Regions from separate parts of the Mus musculus genome. Here region 2 is linked to region 1. Evidence: chromatin contacts called from public HiChIP or PLAC-seq data. All regions are on one chromosome and are shown on one strand. The core of a region is the stretch at or near the end of the contact, and the rest is flanking DNA. Distances in the headings are between cores, read along the strand shown. Region 1 has its middle 24 kb from the start of G930009F23Rik. Region 2 overlaps 2310043O21Rik (RIKEN cDNA 2310043O21 gene).

Region 1 (3,671 bases), core at 548-3,047:
ATCATAACCTTTATAGAAGTTATATGTTATGTTGATTGTGGCTCTTAACAGCTGAAATTATTTGTTCAGAGTAATCTAGGTAGAAGAGCTCACTTAAATGGACCCTTTAGGCCTAGAAATGTACACAGCAACATGGTGTATTAATTTGTTCCTTGTTATTTTTTGTTGGGGAAATGAACCACAGCTCTTTCCTCAGCTGTAATGTGTGTCTGGGGGCTTATGGGTGAATGGATCTGTTGATGTTGGGGTTTTTTTGTTTTTTGTTTTTTGTTTTTTGTTTTTTTTTTGGTTTTGTTTTTGGTTTGGTTTGGTTTAGTTTTGGGTTTTTGAGACAGGGTTTCTTTATGTAGCCCTGGCTGTCCTGGAACCCTCTCTGTAGACCAGGCTAGCCTCAAACCCAGATCTGTTTGCCTCTGTCTCCCAGTGCTGGGATTAAAAGTGTAAGTCACCATGCCCAGCTGTTTTTTACCTATATTTTATATCTATATTTTTATTTTACTAATTTGTTTTTGAGACAGTGTTTCACTATATAGCCCTGGAAGTCACTATCTAGATCAGACTGTTCTTGAACTCACCGAGATCCACCTGCCTCTGAGTTTGAGTGCTGACATTAAAGGTGTGATCCCTGATATCAGGCCTTTATTTTTATTTATGTGGGTGTCTATGTCCATATAAGTCTATGCCAAGTATGTGCCAGTGCCTGTGAAGACCAGAAAAGGGTGTTATAGGAGGTTGTGTGTGGTTATAGGCGGTTGTGTGTGGCCCAAGGAGGATGGAACTAAACTCAAGTTCTCTGAAAGAGCAGAAACCACTCTTACCTGCTAAGCTATCCTTTCAACCCATTTTGATTTTTAAAAAAGATTTATTGAAGATATTTATTTTGTGTGTATGTATGCATGCATGTATCCACACACATGCATGTCACAGAGCACATGTGAAAGTCAGGTCTCTCCTTCTATCCTGTGAGTCAAGGGGATTGTACACAAATCAAATCATCAAGCTTTGTGGCAAGTGTCTTAACCACTGAGCCACATTGCTGGTCCAAGTCGTATTGCTGTGATGACTATTTCTATAAAGATGAACACTTGTGATTTTCACTTTCTTCTATCTGGCTCTTTGCTCCTCCCATAGACTCAGTCCTGTAAGGGCTAGCAGAGAGCATAAGGGAAAGGCTTCTGCCTATAATCCTTGAACCCTGAGAGTTATACATATTGGGTTGGAACTAATGTCATGGGGTGTTATGAATTGCCTTGTAAACCAGGCAGAGTATTTGTGGGGGGCTTCAAATAAGCCCATGAAGGGAGTCGTTGTTGCTGGAAAGATGCCTGTATTTCTCAGAGCTCATGCCTCCATCAGAGACTTATTAGTTTTGGTTGGTTGGTTTTAGGTTTTTGGTTTTTGGGGACAGAGTTTCTCTGTGTATCCCTGGCTGTCCTGGAACTTACTCTGTAGATGAGGCTGGCCTCAAACTCGTAGATCGGCCTGCCTCTGCTTCCTGCCTTCTGCCTCCTGAATGCTGGGATTAAAGGCCACCACTACCACCTGGCAAGACTTACTAGTTTTAACCACAGCTGCGACAATAAATCTAGAGACCTGCAAACATATTGCCTAACTTCGTCTGTCAGTACCCAGGCTGTCTGAAAACCTTTTGATAGAACTTGAATCTATTTAGGCCAGCTTCCCAGCCCAGGGTTCTGTCCAGACAGCATTCACCAGGAAGCAACAGGCATGAGAACGCAGTCTATTGCCCACTAGGGTAAAAGCCACTGGGCCAGATGTCTCACCACGTGGACCACAGAGTAGAGCAAGGCAAGGGGTGGGGCACTGTCCACCCCACCTTGTCCCTGGCACACAGGGGTGCCTGATCCACAAGTCTGTTTGCCCTGAGAAACTGGGACCAAGCCAAGGGATACTCAGCCAGCACAAACAGGTAACAAGATCCTGCCTGCTCTGCCATCCAGTGGTAGCAAGCTGCTTACCTTCTGGTTATAGTAGCTCCTAGGCTCTGGTGTGCATTAGCTCACCTGACAAGAAGGGAAGTGGGAATTGAGAGAGGCAGATTCCTAGGCTCATACTCAAAGTTCTGAGACTGTGGAAGGAACTCACTTCAGGAAGAAGCAAGAGTCGGTTCAGACCACAATCTATTGGCCAGATCCCCCAGTGGATGTCATTAAAATACAGCCATTAGAAGTCAGGTGAGATAGGCCTGCAGGTGCAACAGTGGTGTCAGAGAGGGGTGCCCAAACCAACTGGATTGATGCTCACTCCACAGGAGGGAAGGCATGTGTAGCGCTGTAAACTTGGCCAAAAGTCTGTGACTGGAGAGATCATAGCTCTAGTGGGAAGCTGCTGTTATTGGTGCTAAATGGACATGGGTCTGTCAGACAGCCTTCTAAATCACTCTATGTATGCACATAGACTAGTGCTGCTGGCTGCTTTGGTCAGAGAGATTTCACAGTGGTCAGCAGTGACCACAAAGGCTGGTGTCCAGTCATAAATGGGGTGTCTGTGTCATCCCTTCCAAAGCTTGAGCACCATCTCAGGAGAAAGACCGAGAAGCAGAGGAGGTGAGCGAGGTGTGGGGCATGGATCTCCAGACATGGCATGGCCACTGCATTTTCAAACTCATAGCTGTGATTTCCTGCACAAGACCTTTGTGAGTCTGGTCCACAAACACCCTGCAAAGGAAGGGAGAGGGGACCCACTGGTCCCTAAACGGTTGATGAGAGAAGAAGAAGTAGTGTCCTCAGTAGTGTGGAAGCCACTGGTCAAGTGTTTCTGTATTCATCAGTGGAGCACACATCCATGCATGCATGTATGCATGTCCCCCTGAAGCCATGCCCAAATAGCCATAGATCTGCAGCCTCAGGTCTTCACTTTCCGTGTTGGGAGAACGGCTGGCTGCTCTTCCCCAGCTTCAGTCCAGTGGCAACTGGTCTCCCATGTCTAGTTTCCTGTCTCCCCTGACCTATGTCATACCTACTGGAACAGAGCTTCCATGAGAGCAGGGCCCTTGCTGTGTTCTCTGCAGCCTACCAGCGATTGACATGGTGCCCAGCACACAAAATGATATTATTTTGTTCCCACTTAGTTAACTAACGCAGGTGAATATAATGGTTTTTTTATGGAGGAATGAAGCTTGGGAACATGGATTGCTCAGCAGGTACAGACAGGGCCCTTCCTGGATTGCAAGGATCCCAAGGATTGCAAACAATACCGAGAAGCAGTAGATGCTGGTGAGGGTGTGAGCAACTGAGACTGTATACTTTGTTCCTGGGATTAAATGCTTCAGGTGCTTTGGAAAACAGTGTGGCAATTTCTCAATACATTAAATGTAGAGTTATCACACGACACCCAGGAAATGCAGACCGTGAGGAATTAAAGTAGGCATGCAAGCAAAAATTGCACACTAAACAAAGTTTATGAAAGTGCTTAACACACAAGCCAGACAACCTGAGTCCAATCCGAGGAACTCACAGCAGGAGAGAACTGGCTCCTGAGAGCTGCCTCTGACTTCTCACCTCCTTACATGCACCACATGCCCTCACCCACACTTACACAAGTACATCACACACGTATTACAACAAAAAGTAAACAAATAATAAACGTATGCTGTAGCTGCCAGCAGCCACGGGTTACTGGGTTCCTGAAAGGAAAGCTGGGGTTTTGGA
Region 2 (3,671 bases), core at 623-3,122, 140 kb after region 1:
TTTGCATGTGTGCACACACACACACAGACTAAGAGCATAGACTTCCGTGGCATTACTCAGGCACCATTCACTTTATTTCTTGAGAAAAAGTCTCACACTTTTACCTGAGCTTCAGCTGATTGGCCAGGCTTGCTGGCCAATAAATTCAGTGCAGGAGTTGCGAGTGGGCACCACTACACCAGCTTTGCTAGGGGCTCTGAGGGACCAACTCGGATCCTCAGGCTTATTAGGTGAGCGGAGCTCTTTCCCCAGCATTTTCTGGTTTGCGTTTTCTTTCCATTTCTTCTGCATCTGACATAGCTACCCTGTGAGCAAACCTCAGCAAAACTTTGAGAAAAGTGAATCTGGCCTTTCTACACACACTGCCTTTTAGCCCCTCTCTAATGTGTGTGTGTGTGTGTGTGTGTGTGTGTGTGTGTGTGTTGCGGGGGTTGGGGCTGCATGGATGCATGCATCAGTGCATTGCTTTCTGCCTTATTGTCTCTCACTAGTTGGAACTTTGAGAGCTTGTGATTTCTGCTAGTCTGGCTACCAGTGAATTCCCAGGATCTACCTGACTTTATGCCCCATGCATGTGCTCACAGCTCTGCCTGGCTTTACATGGGTGCTGGGGATTCAAACTCACGTTCTCCTGTTTTCACCAACAGTGTTCTTACCCACTAAGCTGCCGCCTCAGCCCCTTCTCTCTGATCTGAGTTTCTGTGTGTGACAACCACCCCACAACTCCTGCCAGACCCTGATAATCTCTCCCAGCTATTGTCCAAAGCATTGTCCAACCATATCACGACTGTTTTCCTTTTTCTAACACACACACACACACACGCACACACACACATGTGCACACATACACACACACACACACAGGCACAGAATTCTTGTTTGTTTGTTTGTTTGAAACAGTGTCTCACTATAACATGGCTGACCTGTTAGTCATTATGTGGCATTTAGGTTGGCTGTAGAGTGCTGGAAATTATAGTCTGCCACCATGCTTGGTTTCTTCTGATTTATTTCTAACCCTCTGGCTCCCTGGAAGTCATCTCTGGCTTGCATCTTCCTAGCTAAGACTCAGGGAATATGAGTGAATATTGACTTCATAAACTGGTTATTTAGAGTCATTAAACACAATGTTTGGAAATATGAATCTGGCACTGATTTAAGAGTTAGAAACTCAAGGAGGAAGAAGAGATCCTCACCATAAAGGTCTCTTAGTCATTTCACATAGAGAGGATTATAGAACCAGGACCACATGGTAGTCCATGTGACCCCAGCCTCTGGGAATGCTCAAGTAGGAGGGTCACAAGTTTGAAGCCAACCTGGGAAACTTAGAGACTATTCCAAAATAAAATAAAATGTCAAAGTCATGGAGATTGATCGATATTAGGGCACTTGTCTAACATGCACGACGCCCTAGGTTTTGTCCACACACACACACACACACACACACACACACACACACTATAGGATGATGTGGGACATTTCATAGAACCAAGAAGAGACGAGTCAACTAGTTTCTGAAAGAAAAAGGTGTTAGGAAGGGTTCCTAAGAGGCGCCTCACAGGATGAGGCAATATAAACAAGGCTTAGCCTTCTATGGTGACGAGAACAGCAGTGTCTGCAAGACCAAAGGCTTGATGGGAAGAAAAAGCCCCCACTCCTGTGCCCCACTCCTGTGTTCACTCGTGTCTGGGTGCGAATGTTCCTACCTGTGTAAGCATGTGAGCACCTGTGTGTGATCCTGAGCCTTGACTGGTGCCAGGTGTGCTCAGCAGCGAGTGGCAATCGAGGGAGAGGAGCCTCCGGGAAGGGGAAGTCAGCGTCCTAGAATATCAAGTGCTGCACCTGGGCAGAGACCCAGGGCTGAACACACCCACTCACCACTCACATGGCAGCTTCTTGAAAGCCGTTGGGCCTGAGCCAGGCTCCGCGGTGCCCAGGGAGGAGAAGGAGGTGAGAGGGTGAGTTAACATTTATTGTCCACACTTCAGGACAAGGGTCTCTGCTATTGCAGTTTACTCTCAAGGCCACTGAAGACATAACCCCAGCTTCCGACCGCAGATAAGAAAACAGGCACAGAAAAGTCAGAGTCATTTCACACAGACCCAGTAGAACCAGAAACAAGTTCCTCAAATTCAAACCACTGAGCACTAAGGAGATGAGATTTCAGAAATGTGACCTTTGCTGGAGAGTGACAGGAAGTCCCTGGAGATTAGGGCACATTTATAGGCAGAGAGAAAGTCACCTGGAGACACGGAGCAATGATTAGCAGAGCAAGGTTCAGGAAGATAAAGCCAGGCCCTTTGGCAATCAGACCTCTGAGGCCGTGCTTACAGCGGAACCCAGAGAGAGAAACCAGGTGAAGTGGCCTTTGTAAAGAGGGGCCACCATTATGGCAGATTGGTGGCCATGGCTGTCGGCAGAGACAACAGAAAACAGATGTATCGTCAGGACTCTCTAGAGAAATGGAGCCAAGATCGGGAAGAGGGCATGTTGAACCCAGGAGAGGAAAGGGTTCAAGTCCGAATGGAGGCATAGGGAAGAACTACTGGTTCACTTTAAGTCCAAAGGCAAGGAGAAACCTGAAAGCTGACCAAGCAGGAGCAGCTTCAACGGATTCAGTGAGGCCCACACAGGTTAGATCGTTCCAGTAGTTCACTGTTTACCGTGTCTGCATTCAAATATTATCTTGTCAGGATGTCCCCAGTCACACCAGCGTAATGCTTTACCGAAAGTCTGCTCATTGCTGGCACAGTCTACACACTCAACAAACCATGGCGAGAGAGCGTGCGCGCACACACGAAAGAGAGAGAGGGGGGAAGAGAGGAGAGAGAGAGAGAGAGAAAGAGAGAGTGCTTGGAGGGGCAAGAGGGCTCTGGCAATGGTCCTGACAAGCGACAGGGCCTTAGACCAACTTCAGCCGATCGATCATCCAAGAGCAGGCAGGCCTGCTCCAACATCACATCCCTTCCAAGAGTAGGTTCCAAGCTCCAGTTGGTAAATTATTTACAATTTTTATTATTAGCCAGAAAAGGTGCCTGTTTTCTGGCTGACATTTAATGACTCTGAGTCTTGCCAACCTTAACTCTCACCTTCTGTCAGGTACAGGATACACGTGGCCAGCCCTGCTGAGTGCCTGACCCCTGGACCTTCCCACACACACTGCACCAATGTGGTGGCTGAGTGGCTCTGGGACCTGGCTCGTCACTGTCTCTCAGAGAGTCAGAGCCAGAATTTATTCGTTTGTTTGTTTATAGACAGGGTCTCGTTATGTAGCACTGATTAATTTGGAGTCTTTACGTAGACCAGGCTGGACTTGAACTTGTCGACAAACTGTCTTTGCCTGCTGATGTTGGAATTGCAATTGTGCACCACCACGCCCAGCTGAAGACAGAGTTAAGTCCACCATCGATTAGAGCCTGAGACCCACAGCTTACCCTCGATACGCTCACAAGAAGCCAACCCTTAAATTACATTTCTTCTTAGAGGGGCAGGGACCAGGGGCATGGTTCTGTGGACGGAGGCCCTTGCTATACCGTCGGAACACTGTTCAAGCACAGCGTCATGAGTGAGGAATTCTGAGTGCTTGTGAGAAGACTCATCTCAGTGTCTTCAAAACATAGAACTGTTCTTGGAATGTGTTTCTGTGCGCCCCTCCCCCCAGGCATAGCAGACAG

The links. HiChIP or PLAC-seq counts read pairs in DNA pulled down with a chosen protein or histone mark.
Region 2: an H3K4me3 HiChIP or PLAC-seq map of intestinal crypt epithelium shows a contact between it and region 1, with 5 read pairs. The contact joins two enhancer-like sites. A contact is called at or near these places in 3 of 484 Hi-C or Micro-C datasets (all in liver) and 2 of 115 datasets of contacts at active chromatin or transcription factors (intestinal crypt epithelium and pancreatic cancer cells).

What each region holds. Positions count from the first base shown.
Region 1 is chr15:38,430,039-38,433,709 of GRCm38.p6, forward strand. No RefSeq gene overlaps it. Among named protein-coding and RNA genes, the nearest start is that of G930009F23Rik, 24 kb to the right of the region's middle. Within about 2 kb of position 1,798, at least 50 of the 459 cell types and tissues checked have an H3K27ac peak or open chromatin away from gene starts, as enhancers often do. A contact at or near this core is called in intestinal crypt epithelium, where this site is marked.
Region 2 is chr15:38,565,494-38,569,164 of GRCm38.p6, forward strand. The region is part of intron 2 of 2310043O21Rik (RIKEN cDNA 2310043O21 gene); the gene reads right to left. Gm41309 (a long non-coding RNA gene) reads right to left here. Exons shown (of 3, transcript XR_875194.2): 3 at 3,039-3,671. Among named protein-coding and RNA genes, the nearest start is that of 2310043O21Rik, 28 kb to the right of the region's middle. Within about 2 kb of position 1,873, at least 111 of the 459 cell types and tissues checked have an H3K27ac peak or open chromatin away from gene starts, as enhancers often do. A contact at or near this core is called in intestinal crypt epithelium, where this site is marked.